Regions from separate parts of the Mus musculus genome. Here region 1 is linked to region 2. Evidence: chromatin contacts called from public HiChIP or PLAC-seq data. All regions are on one chromosome and are shown on one strand. Each heading gives the region's core, a stretch centred on a gene start, on an enhancer-like site or on the middle of the called end of the contact. The rest is flanking DNA. Distances are from core to core; before and after follow the strand shown. Region 1 has its middle 7.5 kb from the start of AW549542. Region 2 overlaps Med13l (mediator complex subunit 13-like).

Region 1 (7,193 bases), core at 1,191-3,690, 830 kb before region 2:
TGGCTGTGAGTCACGTTCCTGGTCAGCTTGGGCTATGTAAGACCTTGTTTCAAAATAAAAGTAGAGAAGGTGGGGGAAGGGGGGCAAGATTGCTCAGTGAGTACAAGTAACCCGGCTACCAAGCTCATGACTTGAGTTTGGTCTCCCATAGAGTACAAGGAGAGAATTGAGTCCCTCAGAATGACCTCCTGACCTCCCTATGAGCAGGGTGACACACACTCGTCCTTATATTCTCAAGAATGTGAGTGTGCCACACCTCCTATTAAAAACAACAACAACAACTTCTTCTTCTTCTTCTTCTTCTTCTTCTTCTTCTTCTTCTTCTTCTTCTTCTTCTTCTTCTTCTTCTTCTTCTTCTTCTTCTTCTTCTTCTTCTTCTTCTTCTTCTTCTTCTCTTCTTCTTTCTTCAGAGACAGGGTTTCTCTGTGTAGTCCTGGCTGATCTGGAACTCACCTTGTAGACCAGGCTAGCCTTGAACCAGAAATATAGAAAAATCTGTCTACCTATGCCTCCCAAGTGCTAGGATTAAAGGTGTGCACCACCAGTGCCCTGCCTATCTTTTCTCAATGCTTTACTTAAGCACCTTGTTGGAGAATAGGGCCTTTGGTTCCTACCAACCCAGAGCTTTACCCTCTCTTGCTGGCCAAAGGAAGACCTGTTAGCATTTCTTCTAGGATCCGCCCACCAGCTACCTAGCAATAGCCAGGTAGCCAGGTTGGTGCCTGACTTGCTGTAAAAGGACTATTTGGAGCCCAGCAGTGGAGGCACACACCTTTAATCCCAGCACTTGGGAGGCAGAGGCAGGCAGATTACTGAGTTCGAGCTAGCCTGGTCTACAGCCAGTACTATACAATAAATAAATAAATAAATAAATAAATAAATAAATAAATAAATAAAATCAGCTTTTATTTATTTACTTTTTAAAAAAGGACTGTTTGGATTTTCTTGATCTTTCTCTGACCTCCACCCCTTCTATGATTATCCCTTCCCCCAACCTCTGCCCCTCTTCTTCCTCTCTGTCCTCCACCTCTGTTTTTCCATGTGTTCCCCGCAACCTCCCTTCTCATGCCCCCAAACCAAGTTCGTTTTATACTAGACCCATCATATGGCTGGTACCTCAAGGGGAGATGCCTCAGCATGGGCCCGCTAAGACACCCCCCCCCCCACATCATACCGCATTTTTCAAAAACATATCAAGACCTCTTTTTTCCAAGCAGGGAAAGGCTATATTAGACACTCAGAGTGGGAACACTTGGGTGGGATTGCCGGACGTGACATGAGTGGCCCAAAATAGCTCAGTGGTGGCATCTCACCCCTAGTTCCTTCTGTTTAGAGTCAGGAGAAAGCCCTGACCATGTAAGTAAGCCTGGGCTGAGCCACAGGATCAGGGATGGAGTGGTGGGGATGGGAATGTACCAGACTATGACAGCATTTCTACCTACCCAAGACCCTTGTTGAAGAATGGATACAGAATAGGCAGATGGCTGGCTCAGAGAAGGTATGAAGAACTTGGGCTAGGTCAGGGAAACTTATGACAGACTGCATGTAGCCCAGGCTGGCCTTGAACTCATTAGGTAGTAAAGGTTGACCTTGAACTCCTGAGCTTTTTGCCTCCTTGTGTAGAGTGTTGGACTTTCAAGCATGCACCCCATATTTGGCTTAGGAGGAGCTTCCAGTTTTGATCATGTTGTATAGTGATCACGCCTTGGAGAGATTGGGGGTCGGAGGAGAGGGGCAGTATCAGGGCTGGAAGGAGAAGATATCCATCTACTGTAGAGACCCTGGAAGTCTCCTGAAATCCAAATCTAACATTTGGAGAGGCAAACCCCACTGAGCCCCCCCCCCCCCACTCCCAACCCCATTTGACTTTTTTTGTTGTTGTTGTTGAGACAGCGCTTCCTTTTCTGTGTATTCCTGACTGTCCTGGAACTCGCTCTGTAGACCAGCTGGCTGCAAACTCACAGGGAGAGCCACCTGCCTCTGCCTCATGAGAGGGACCAGATAACTAGATGACTATCAAAGAAGCCACAGGGGAGGGCTGTTCCAAAGTGCTTCTGTCCCCAGACACTGCAGTTTACCTAATCCTTCAGTTAGCCCCTGGTAAAATGGGGTACAAGTCCCTCGCTTATGAGATGAGTGGTGTATAAAGAAACCATCATGGTGCCACCTGTGACAGATCTCAGAGCTGAAGCCCCTAAGAGGAGTTAGCTCAGTGCCCATTTGGCTGCAGAAAGGGCTCTGGGGGCTGCTTAAGCACTTGGGATATGTCTGGACTTGCAGGTACTATCTTGACTCCAAGAAGCCCTTGCTTCTAAGGAGAAAGTTCCCAAAGATGCCTTTATACAACTAGTAACTTTATCTTTAGAACAATACAGCTTTCCTTCAGGGCCCAGGGTGGGACACAGGAATCTTTGGCTTGCAAGCAAGCGCCACACGCCCCTTTCTTTAATCTCTTCTGCTGTGTGTCTGGGAGATAGGCCAGAGTGATGCTAATGATCAGCTGCTTGCTTCAAAACACTCCGGCCAGCTTGAGGGCAGTGGTGGGCAGCGGGGGTAGGGAGATCAGAGAAATCTCCAGGGCTAGAAGTAGCCGGGCTAGGGAGATAGCAAGAGCATTCATCAAAGCAGTGAGGGAATACCTGGGGGCACTGGGTGTCTGTCTGTCTGCTCAGCTGCCCCAGTCACCAGAGAGAGTGAGGGCTTCCAGCTTGTGGCTCTCAGTTCTTGCCTGGGGGGCTGGGAGTGGGGTGGTGGTGGTAGTGAGGGGTTGGTTTCTCTGAAAAAGAGAAAGGGGGAAGAAAAAAGGAGATGAGGGGGAGAGAAGGAGAGAGAGGGGTGCTAAGTGGACCAGGGAAGTGAAAGAGAATTCATCAAAGAGAATCAGGAAGGAAGAAGGAAGCTGCTACTCAGCCAAGTTCCAGCAGTGTTCTCCTGGAGGCCCCAGGAGGTGGGGACTAAAGCTCCCATTTCGCAGATAAGGACTCAGAACACCGCCGAGGTTAAAGCTCTTGCCCTCAGGCTGTAGGCTGTAAAGATAAGAAATCAAAGCTGGACTTTTCCATTCTATTCCTTCTGTCTACAGTCCTTTACAGGCGTTTATTCCTTTGGTTATTTAGTTACCTAGTGTGCATGTTTATGTGTGTCTGTTTCTTGTTTTACCTCTTCCCCAATACAAGTCATGCGATGTGGCTCCGGGTGGCCTGGAAGTCTCAGGATCCCTGGTGCGGGCATACGGACTGGTGGTAGGCTGTGCCGTTCTCCCAAAGGCTCTCTGACCTCTCTCAGCTGGCCCTGCTCTTTCTGTTTTCCTTCTTGGAATGTCCCCTGCCCCCCTTTCTCCCTTCCCCTCCCTCAGCTAGACAAGTCTTCCCAAAAAGTCTGGCTCACACACCTAAGGAAGCGTCTCAGCTCCTCCTGGTTTTGGTCACAGCCTTCTGAGATGAGTTGGCAGAGGCAGGTTATGTCACTGTGAGTTCGAGGCCATCTATCCTGGTCTATACAATGAGACACCACCACCCCCCATTTCAAAAAAAAAAAAGGGAAGGAAGGAAGAAAGAGAGAGAGAGAGAGAGAAAGAAAGAAAGAAAGAAAGAAAGAAAGAAAGGAAGGAAGGAAGGAAGGAAGGAAGGGAAAGGAAAGAAAAGAAGAGAAGAGAAAAGAAAAGAAAAGAAAAGAAAAGAAAAGAAAAGAAAAGAAAAGAAAAGAAAAGTCAATGGCTGTCTTGTCCGTAGATAGGTGGAGATGGAGCAGACTAAAGCAGGCACAAGCAAGAAGAAGAACAACACAGGGAAATGGGAGAGCCTCCGCCATCGCCATTCCTCCTCCCCCATCCTATCCCAGCTGCTTGGAGTCCAGGCCAAGGTGAAGGGCATGAGACTCTGCAGGCTCCTGCTGTGCAACGAGCGTATATTTTGTGTGCCTGGTGTTTACGTTTTTTTTTTTTTTCTCCTTTGAAGGCTGCTTGGGAAAAGCAACAGTCCCGGACGGACGCAGCAAAGATATTGTCTTCTCTTCTCTGGCCAAGAGAAATTTTAATCACCCTGTGGAGTAATGGCCTCAGAATAGCATAATAGAAACAGTGCTTAAAATACTTGGATAAACACAGCCCAGGGAAGAACAAAAAGCACTCGGAGACTACCTCATCCTTCGCACTGGGTCCTACAGCAGAGGGGAAGAGAGGTGGTCTTGCCTAGCTTAGGGGCTGTGATAAATGAATAGGACGTGTATGTGTTTTAAACTGAAGCCTGCCCCCACTTTTTGGAAGGTCATCCATCCCAAGGTGCTCCAGCCAGGTACTCCCCATTTTAAACCCGTCACAAAGTGGAGAGAAGCAGATTTGATGCAAGTAATTTCCGAGTCTTTGGATAGGGAGAGTCTTTCCATCATCAGCATTAGGAGCTGAATCCTGAACCCAGGACTGCTAACAAGGCGATGGGCAAGGTCAAGCCACACCTTTAACCCTTTCTGGTTTCAATAAACAAACAAACAAATAATTGAGGTAGGGCCTCACTGGGTTAGCTCTGTAGACCAGGCTGGCCTGGAACTCACAGAAAGATCTGTATGCCTCTGCCTCCCAACTGCTGGGATTACCGGTCCAGCCACCAATTGTTCAGCCTGGCCTTGAACTCGTGATCCTCCCGTTATACCCTCCCCTGTAGCTGGGCGTATAGGTCTGTATCACCAAGCCCCTCCTCCCCTCCCCCCTCCTCCCCTCCCTTCCTCCCTCCTCCCCCCTCCCTTCCCCTCCCCTCTCCTCTCTTCTCCTCTCCTCTCTTTTCCCCCTCTCTGTCTATCTCTATCTCTCCCTCCGAGGGGTCTCGTTCTGTAGCTCAGGCTGGGCCCAAATACATGACCTTCCCACCTTTGTCTCCCAAGTGCAGAGATTACTGGCATGTGCCACCACGCCTGATCTTTAAATAGCTTTACAGGTAGAATCCTGAGGTGAACGAATTTGCTGGGGGGATGGGTGGTGGGGGTTGTAAGAGGGGAGATGGCTTGTGAATACCGAGTCTCACAAAATGAAGTAGGTATGTCTACTTCAGCTAAAGGCAAACCCGGAAGGAAAAATGCCAAAACTCACGTTTATGACATGCAAGATGCAGGGGCCAGCAAGATGGCTCAGAGGGGAAAAGGGACTCCTGAGCTTGATCCTCCAGACCTTCACATGCATGCTGTGGTATGCCACCCTTCCTAAATAAATAAATAAATAAATAAATAAATAAGGGCTGGAATGGTGACTTAGTAGGGCGTTTGCGCTACCGAGGACATCCAGCGCTACCGAGGTGTTATAGATCTGTGCACAACAAAGCCCAAATTAACCAAAAGCAAAGCTGTATTATCTCGGCCCCTATTACTCTCTCGGAGATTCAGTTTTTCTGTCTATAATGTGCAGTAGGAGATAGTTCACAAAGTCTGGTCAGTGGGTTTTTTGTTTTTTTTTTTTCTCCCTTGCTCAGAACACTTAACCCTGTTGGCCTAGAAATCAAAGTTATTCAAGAAGTTCCAGGGACTGGAGAGAAAGCTAGTAGGCACAGATTCTGCCCTGACCACTACGGTGAACATTTCTCTCATTTTCTCTGTGTTTCTTATAATAACAGCCATTTGAAGAGGTCCAATTATCTGTACTGTTCATATCTGTACTGTTCATTTAGGGCCAGTGTAACACAGCACTGGGCCCCGCCCCACTCTTCCAGGGTAGAGTATATTATACAGGCCCCACTAATGATACTTAGCAGGTATCCAGTGCACGCTTAGTACACAGTGGTCTCAACCACGCTACTTTGAACTTCTTTTTTTTTTTTTTTTAAGATTTATTTATTATTATATGTAAGTACACTGTAGCTGTCTTTAGATATACCAGAAGAGGGCATCAGATCTCGTTACGGATGGTTATGAGCCACCATGTGGTTGCTGGGATTTGAACTCTGGACCTTCGGAAGAGCAGTCGGGTGCTCCTACCCACTGAGCCATCTCACCAGACCTACTTTGAACTTCTTGAAGGCTGGTTTGCTGAGCCAGGCATGGTGGCACCCACCTGCACAAACACTTATTAGGGAGACTGAGGCAGGATAATTTCTTGAGCCTATAAATTTGAGTCCAGCCTGGGCAAATATAAACATCAGGGCTGAGGAGGGCTCAGCCAGTGAAGGTGCTTGCCCTGCGGGCATGGCTAACTTCTATTATCCTGTTGAATTCTCTTAGCATATCTATTGCTAATTTTGGGAACTGGAGGGGTGGAGATAAAAACGGGACAATTAAAAAAGATAAAGTGATTTCTCCAAAAAGAGTTAAGTCCGGGAAACTCCAATCTACTTTCTTTTCTTATTTTAAACAACAAATTCCAGGATCTTCTCACCTTGCCAAAGGGCAGAGAATTGAGTCTTTAGGGAGGATGAAAATGTGTCCCTTGTCACCTTCAGGCCCTAAGTGCAGACACATGCTCTGTCGCACCCTCATACACGCACACTCACATGCATACACACCACACAGCCTGAGGTACAACGGGGTGTGGTAGACACATGTTGCAATTCCAGTGTCAGAGAGGCTGAGGCAGGAGGATCCTCAGTTTGAAAGGAGTCTGGGCTAGGTGGAGGAACCCTCTCAAAAATCAAACCAAAACAAATAAAAAATTAAAACAAGCCTCAGATGCAAGGAGCCTTGGGTAGGTGGGATTCTCAATTTTGGAATCATCAAGGACAGTTGATAGCTGTGATCTCCAGTCTCTGGGTTTATCTACATTTTTTAGGCGTGTGCATGTGTGTGTTTGTGTGTGTGTGTGAGGGTTTTGGGGGAGGCTAGCAGACTTCCTGCTCCATGTATATGTAACCTTCAAGATGACCTTATGCCCTCTAACAATCACTTTCTGGCATTTAGCCCTTATACACAGGTTTCTCCAGTTGACCATGAACTGAAAGCACCTTTGTAGGGAACGTATCAACCCATTCACCTGGACATTCCCAAAAGTGTCCACCATGCTGCTTTATAATGTGGCTCCAAAATGCTGGAACTGGTGGCTGGGAGGTGGATGAGAAAGGTCAGGAGTTCTAGGTCATCCTAGGCTACAGGAGACATATCATACAAAAAGAAGAGGGGGCCAGGAGAGATGGCTCAGTGGTTAAGAGCACTGACTGCTCTTCCGAAGGTCCTGAGTTCAATTCCCAGAAACCACATGGTGGCTCACTGACGCCCTCTTC
Region 2 (6,610 bases), core at 2,110-4,609:
AGTGGTAAAGATTACAAATATCTAGTTTACAGCCCGTCCTCCCCGAGGTGACTTTATACAAGTTTACATCTCCGTCATCTTACGCTCTTCAAAAGGCCTTGAGGATTTCCTCGCTGATAAGAAAAAATAGCACTGCGATATTTTAAGTCAATTTTACACTGTACACGTTAGATACAAACGGTTTGATATATCAGATTTTTTAAGCTATACATTGGAAAGCAACCCCCCCAGTTGGTGAGACAGAGAACAGTCACCCATGTACAAGTTATTTCTCTGCTTTCACATCCCCACCACATGTTAATATAATGTTTTAAACGTTAGATTATCTCAAGAAAAATACTTTTACAAAACCATATCAATTATTACATTTTTTTCCTTTTCTTTGTTAATAACCAGGACATGAAAGTCTCTTGGAAGAACTTAGTTTGCATGACTCTCCCACGGGAGCCGGGCTCAGTGCCGGGCCTGTCAGGAGGCTCTGGGAAGCCGGTCTACACCCACCACCCACAGACAGAAACATACGACATAAGGGCTAGAAACAGGGTTTCAAAGTCAACCCTAAGGTCTGGGACAGGGAGTCAAGAATACTTCAATCAGCTGCGAATGCTTTAAAAAGGCTTTTTTTTTTTTTTTTAAAGTCCCACATAGAGGCTCAGCTTCAAGTACTGATGTAACGGTTGAGTTGCACTATTTCTTTGAAACAATATTCCTATGGTCCAGAAAAAATTCACTGTGTTTGTAACTGGTTTCGTGAGCAAACACTTTGGTTGTGATATGTACACGAGTCCCTTTTGATCTAATGAAAGGAGAGACCTGGCTTTCTGTAAGAATTCTCTAGAAAAGGTATTTCCATGTGACTGTATAGAGAAGTGATGAAGGTCCTTGCCTCCAGCTCGGGGCTGAGCCTGACCATCTTCATATAGGGGTGCAACCTACACAGGCTGCAGCCACAGACTGTCTGACCGAGTCTACCACTAGGTGGCCTCCCCGCTTCTTCTCACTCCTTTCTTGGCTTCTAGGACAGAGGTATGTACTCAGAGAATCCTACGGTGGGTCTCAGTGGGCTTCAGCTACTGTACCTGGTCCTCAAGATTAGAAAAAACAAAGTCGCAAAAAAACTTACAACAAAATGAAAAATAAATAAACAGAATGCAGCTGTCCCCAGACCTCCTGTGTCTACACAGGTGTGCCATCAACTAAAACCCTCCTGACAGGCGGGGGAGGCAGAGGCCCCAGCACTAGATCCTGTCCTGGAGCTGGCTCTTAGTTGTGACACATCCCAGGTTATGAAGTATGGGAGACCCCCAGGCATCCACCATTGGCTAGAGGATTGCATTCAGAGGGCTGGACAGCCTGGTACTAAACAGAGGCTGAGAGCAGGCTCTTGTGCAAAAGGACGGTGTCTCTTCTCCTTGCCTCTTCAGCCACCAACAGCCGCCACTTCCCGGGGACTGCAGGCTGCACATATCACACATTGGCTCAAGTCACTGCTTATGGAAATTTCCAGGTCCTCGTGAGACACGTCAAGAAGTCACTGTGGCAATGAACACTGCAGGAGGAGCATGAGCCTGCTCAGAAGGCGTCACAGTGCGGGGTATAGGGAGTGCTCTAAAAAAGGCCGGGCATTTGCAGAGTGGAGCAGGCTCCCTGGCCAAGGCTGCAGGAGGAGCTGAGGCAGAGGGCAAGCGCTTCCCTTCCCGGTTAGAGCATGTTCATGATGGCATTGTACAGCTGCGTGAGCACCACGAAGTGGACGGGAAGGCAGGAAGTGCGGTCCTGGGTGGCTGGATTGCACGTGAGCCAGGATAGGGCGTTGTACTGCTCCAGCACAAACCTGCCAGGGAGAGCACAGAGGTCAGCTTCTGGGCCACAGGCTTGGGGTGTGTGGGGCCCACGTGGCCCACCCTGCGTCCCTGCACACCAGCATGGCCACCTCAGGGCCTCCAGGATCAGGAAGCCACTGAATGAAAACTGTTTCATGTTGGCTAGATGCCAAAATGAGAATATACTGATCATATTGAATTGTTCAGAATGTAATACTTTACTGACACTCGGCTTTCCAAGTTTCTCCATGTTATTCTGATGTGGTCACTGGAAAAAAATCAACAGGGATGGACAGGGCCTTGCTCTCTATGGCAGGTTAGCCTGATACTTTTGACCACAGCCTTAGTTGTCTGCCTGGGTGTGCATGGGTATCCTAGGTGTGCATGGTTGTACTTAACTTGCACAAGACCCTTGCTCTCTGTTCCATCAGAGACCCTGGGGGCCAAGTTGCTAGTGAGGCACCTGTCCATCGCCCATTTCCAAACCACAGTACATCAGAGAGCACCCAGAAAGGCTCAGCTCTCAAGGCACAGGATAGCTTCTGTCTGCTTGTTGTTTTGAAGATCCAGTCTTGGGTCTGGGGCAATATCTCAGCTAGTGACAGAAAGGCTGAGTGTGTGCCCCAGAACCCGTGTAAAGCAGTGAGCAACAGTGCACACTATAATCCAATAGCAGGAGGAGGGAAGGGGAGAGGAGGTGGACACAGGCCAATCTCAGGAGCACGGTGAGAGACAGGAAGAGACTGGCTGGCATCTGGCACGTGCATCCACATGCACACACATGCACATCCACACAGTGTCTCCGGAGCTCAGGCTGGACTCTGGGCTTGAACTCAGTAAGTAAGTAAGGATGACTTTCAACTCCTGGTTCTTTAGCCTTCTCTTTCAAGTTCTGGGATTACAGGCATGCACCATTAAATTTTATGCCCTGATGAAAACAGTGAAACAGAGTCCGTGCATCTGAGGTGCATTCCATAACAAAGAATTAGTGCTCTAGTCAATCGAACATACTTATCTGTGGCAGAGAAGGTCAAACTGAGTTTTCCATGCAGAGCCACTCCCAGGCTCTGCTCCCTAACCTTTGTTCTTCTGCCCAGGGCTGACACCTGCATCACCTCTTTGGAATAGGAAATGAAGTGTCCCTGCACCTCCTGTGTGGTGAACTGAGTGCACACACTGTGTGTCCCTGCACCGTGGGGAGAAGTGGACTCTGCTGCTCTGCACAAGCAGCAGTGTCTCTGAGCACCACCCTGTCCTGCACTCCTCAGGGGCAAGGAGGAAGGAGCGCCACTTTCCCACTCAGTCAGAGCTACCTTAGAACGTCAGATGTGGTCTTGGAGTCCAGAGGGTGTGGAGCCCGCTGAGAGGTCCTGGCAGGAAGGAGCTCATCGGTCTGCGCTACAGAGATGTGGTGATGCAGGGAAGCCTGGGGAAAGACCCGAGAACTTTGTTTCTTTCCAGGTGCAGAGCAGCACAGTGGAGAATGAGCGCGGCCCCAGCCCAGGCTCCGGCTCCTCAGTCATGCAGAGGCAGGCTGCTGTGTGCCTGAGTCCCAACTGCTGAGTCATCTCCTGGGACACACTACTGTCCTAGAGGTAAGCTCAACACTAGTTTCAGGGGCCTCTCTTTCTGGTCTAACCGACTTCATTTTGCTTCTTGAGAAAACAAGCTGACTGGTGTGTGTGCACTCAACAGCACACACGTGAGGTCAGAAGACAGCCTGGCGCACTGATCCCTGCCACCAGACGCACCCGGCCGGGGCTTGGGGGCTCTCTGACTGACTGGGCCATCTCACCAGCATACCTTGCTTCTAACACAACAGTCGAGCACATGAAACAGCAGTTCCTATGTAGTGCTGTATGCCCTGCCACCAAAGCTGGGACAGTGGCCACTATTTGTCACTTTCTTTTCAGTATTTTACCTTTGAAATATTTTAAAACAAACCAAATACTCTATCATTTCTCTTGTAAATTTAGGAAGTAATGCTTACAGATGAGAACCTTTAAGAACTGTATCGCGCGCGCACACTGAATGTGATTCCTTTGTATCAGCTAATGGGCTATATAGTCAAGTCTCTCTGATGTTCTCAAAACTTTCTCTTCCGTCCTCCAGCTATGGGCTAAGCTGCCGTGAGGGGTGTCGAGGCTCTGCAGTCTAGATGTGGCTCTTCATACTGTGGGGCTTCTCAACCCCTCTACCCTTCAGACCCCTCACAATCCCTACTGTCTGATCTGGAGATTTAATTGCAGGTGCACCTCCAGGGTGGGCAGGCAGAGGACCTCGAGGACAGGCAGGCAGGCGCATTCCACAAGGTGGGCACATAATCAGAGGACACAGAGGCGCTGACTGTCTGCTGTCCCAATACAGACAGAGACTAACCTCCACGAAGGAAACGGCCATTTCCTTCATGCTCAGCTGTCAGGTGAGCAAGGCGCTCCATCACAGCGTTCCGTGCCCGCCTGTGCCTGGTATCTCTGAGTAGAGTGACACACTACCGCCTGTTTGTCACCTCCTGTTTGGATACGACCCTAACAGTCCTGGGGACTCTCCCTGCTCTGCTGACTGACTAGGTGTCCCTCCTACACTGGAGTATTTCCCACAGGTTACTCCATGTCCCCTCCATGCCACACAAGAGTGGCTCACAGCTCTGCCCACTGAGACGACACCAGTGCTGCAGAGCTGGCTCAGCTGGCCCTTACTCACAGCACGGCATGCCGCTTCCCCTCATCTCTTGCTCCCGTCACTGGGCTGGCTTACTCTGTGGCAGGGTTGCTGTGCCCTTCAGCCTTGTTTCAGCTCACAAGTCATATGACCTCCCACCTCAGCCACCTTCACAGCCAGGCATGGGCATGATAAGTACCTACATCATTTCTCACATCTGCCAGCATCCAATGGCTGGAGGTGGGTATGCTGTGCCACAGGGGGAGCTCAGGGCTGTCATCACTCAGTTGACTCCCTTATAAGAGTCCTCTCCCCATGGCTCCCACCATGGTATACTCTCAAACCTCTCTCTCTTTCTGCCAAAAATGAGAAATGGATGCCCTCTGAGGCTCCTTTACACTCTGCACGTGTGGGCCTTGTTTTAAGGGCACAATCAATAAAAGCCATACAAGGAGGAAAACGCACAGATGTGAAAGGTTTGAATGGCCCTGGCTCTGCTCTATGGAGGACGGCTCCAGTATGCAGCCAGGTAGGACTGTGCTGTGGCTTCCTGGCAGTCATCAGTACCGACTAGGAGAGTCAGGTTGTGTGAACTCACTTCTTGACAGCAAGTCGGGGTCCCTTTTCTGAAGTCCACTCTTCTGTAACTAAAACCTCCTCAGACTTTAAGTGACAAGTGACACAGGAGCACAAAGAGCCTGGGTCAGCGAAGAGGAGATTTCTAGCTCCAACCAAATGAAAACACATGCCAGAGACTTGTCTTAAACCCCAGCGTGCATCTACCAACCTTCAGGAAGAGTGGGCACTGGTTCCGGGCCTGGGGGCACGATGACCAAAACCACTGCGGGAGGTTCTCCGCTTTGGCAGTGGACACAAAATACCCAAGGGCCAGGGGCTGCTGCTTGAGTTCCTCTGGAGCCTCCCGAGACAGAAGCCGCTCTCCCTGGCTCTGAAAAACAAGGCCCAAAGCACAATGAGCATCACCAGGCACTAACAGCAGCTTTCATCTTGACTATGCACACTAGTGACAGTCCCCTGCCTGCAGTACCTCCCACCAAAGCCCTTGGGGACTAAGCAATGTGACCTGGAATACACAGGTCTCTGCAGTGAAGTCAGGCATCTGACAAACACTATCGACCAGACAAAGGTTTTGGAAAAATGGATACAGTGATCCCAGAAGCACAAGGCACCCGCTCTGGAGCTGTGTGTCACTGCATGCTGAGATGGAAGACCCCAGCATCCTCAGGGGCATCTAGGACCCCTAGAGTGCACCTGCTCTCCATCATCACCTTCCCTGGATTAGAACTGAGCACCACAGCTCAGAGTCTGCAGGGAGCAATGCTCCTGCCACCCTGTGTGCTCGCTGTGTGGGAGTGCTGAGTGAGTGTGCTGTGAGTGAGTGTCGTGTGCCTCTCGGAGTCTTCTGTGCCTCTCTGCATCAAGCACTTCCCACCTGTCGGTGACTACTGAGATTTAAAAGGTGCCTTTAGTACAAGTAATGGTAAGTGGTCAGTTTGTCTTTAATGTCTCCTATGTAGAGAAAGAAAATGATCCTTATTAATTTACTACATCAAGTCCTATCAACTCTGATTCTGGATAGAGAAAAGTAAAATAAAATTATTCTGGCCAAAGATAAAAAGTGAAGTCAGGACACAGTAGAACACACACACACACATATCTGTGCACATAATCCTCAAACTCAGGAAGAAAGGTTAAGGCAGGAGGATCGGACTTGAAGGCAGCCAACTTGAGGCCTGCTGTGAAACAAAGACAAAGCCTTGACCTCCTGGTCCTGTGTGATGACTTAGCTAGGGATAAACAGTTCAGGAAGAAAAAACGCTCAAAGACTCTGGGAGGCTCCAGGCTGAGGGGCTCAGAACTGAAAGCATCAACAGCTGAGATCTTAGGAATGCTACAGTGAACCCAAGCAGTAAGCACATGACGGCGTCATGACGGGGTCACGGCGGGGTCACCACAGGCTGCCATGCACCAATCACGGGAATATGATTTCAAACTGCTAGAATAAAACCTGACCTTTCAGTTTCTGTCAAAATAAACATCAGGGAACAAACAGCTTGTCACCCCCTGGCCAGTAGCCGGAAGGAATCCCAGGCATTTACCATTTC

The links. HiChIP or PLAC-seq counts read pairs in DNA pulled down with a chosen protein or histone mark.
Region 1: an H3K27ac HiChIP or PLAC-seq map of embryonic stem cells shows a contact between it and region 2, with 4 times the contacts expected there. The contact joins two enhancer-like sites. A contact is called at or near these places in 1 of 115 datasets of contacts at active chromatin or transcription factors (embryonic stem cells) and 1 of 9 other capture datasets (embryonic stem cells).

What each region holds. Positions count from the first base shown.
Region 1 is chr5:119,584,293-119,591,485 of GRCm38.p6, reverse strand. No RefSeq gene overlaps it. Among named protein-coding and RNA genes, the nearest start is that of AW549542, 7.5 kb to the right of the region's middle. Within about 2 kb of position 2,440, at least 27 of the 459 cell types and tissues checked have an H3K27ac peak or open chromatin away from gene starts, as enhancers often do. A contact at or near this core is called in embryonic stem cells, where this site is marked.
Region 2 is chr5:118,757,925-118,764,534 of GRCm38.p6, reverse strand. Med13l (mediator complex subunit 13-like) reads right to left here. Exons shown (of 31, transcript NM_172424.4): 29 at 5,272-5,433; 30 at 3,137-3,249; 31 at 1-1,834. The coding sequence ends at 1,702. Among named protein-coding and RNA genes, the nearest start is that of Gm42015, 82 kb to the left of the region's middle. Within about 2 kb of position 3,359, at least 17 of the 459 cell types and tissues checked have an H3K27ac peak or open chromatin away from gene starts, as enhancers often do. A contact at or near this core is called in embryonic stem cells, where this site is marked.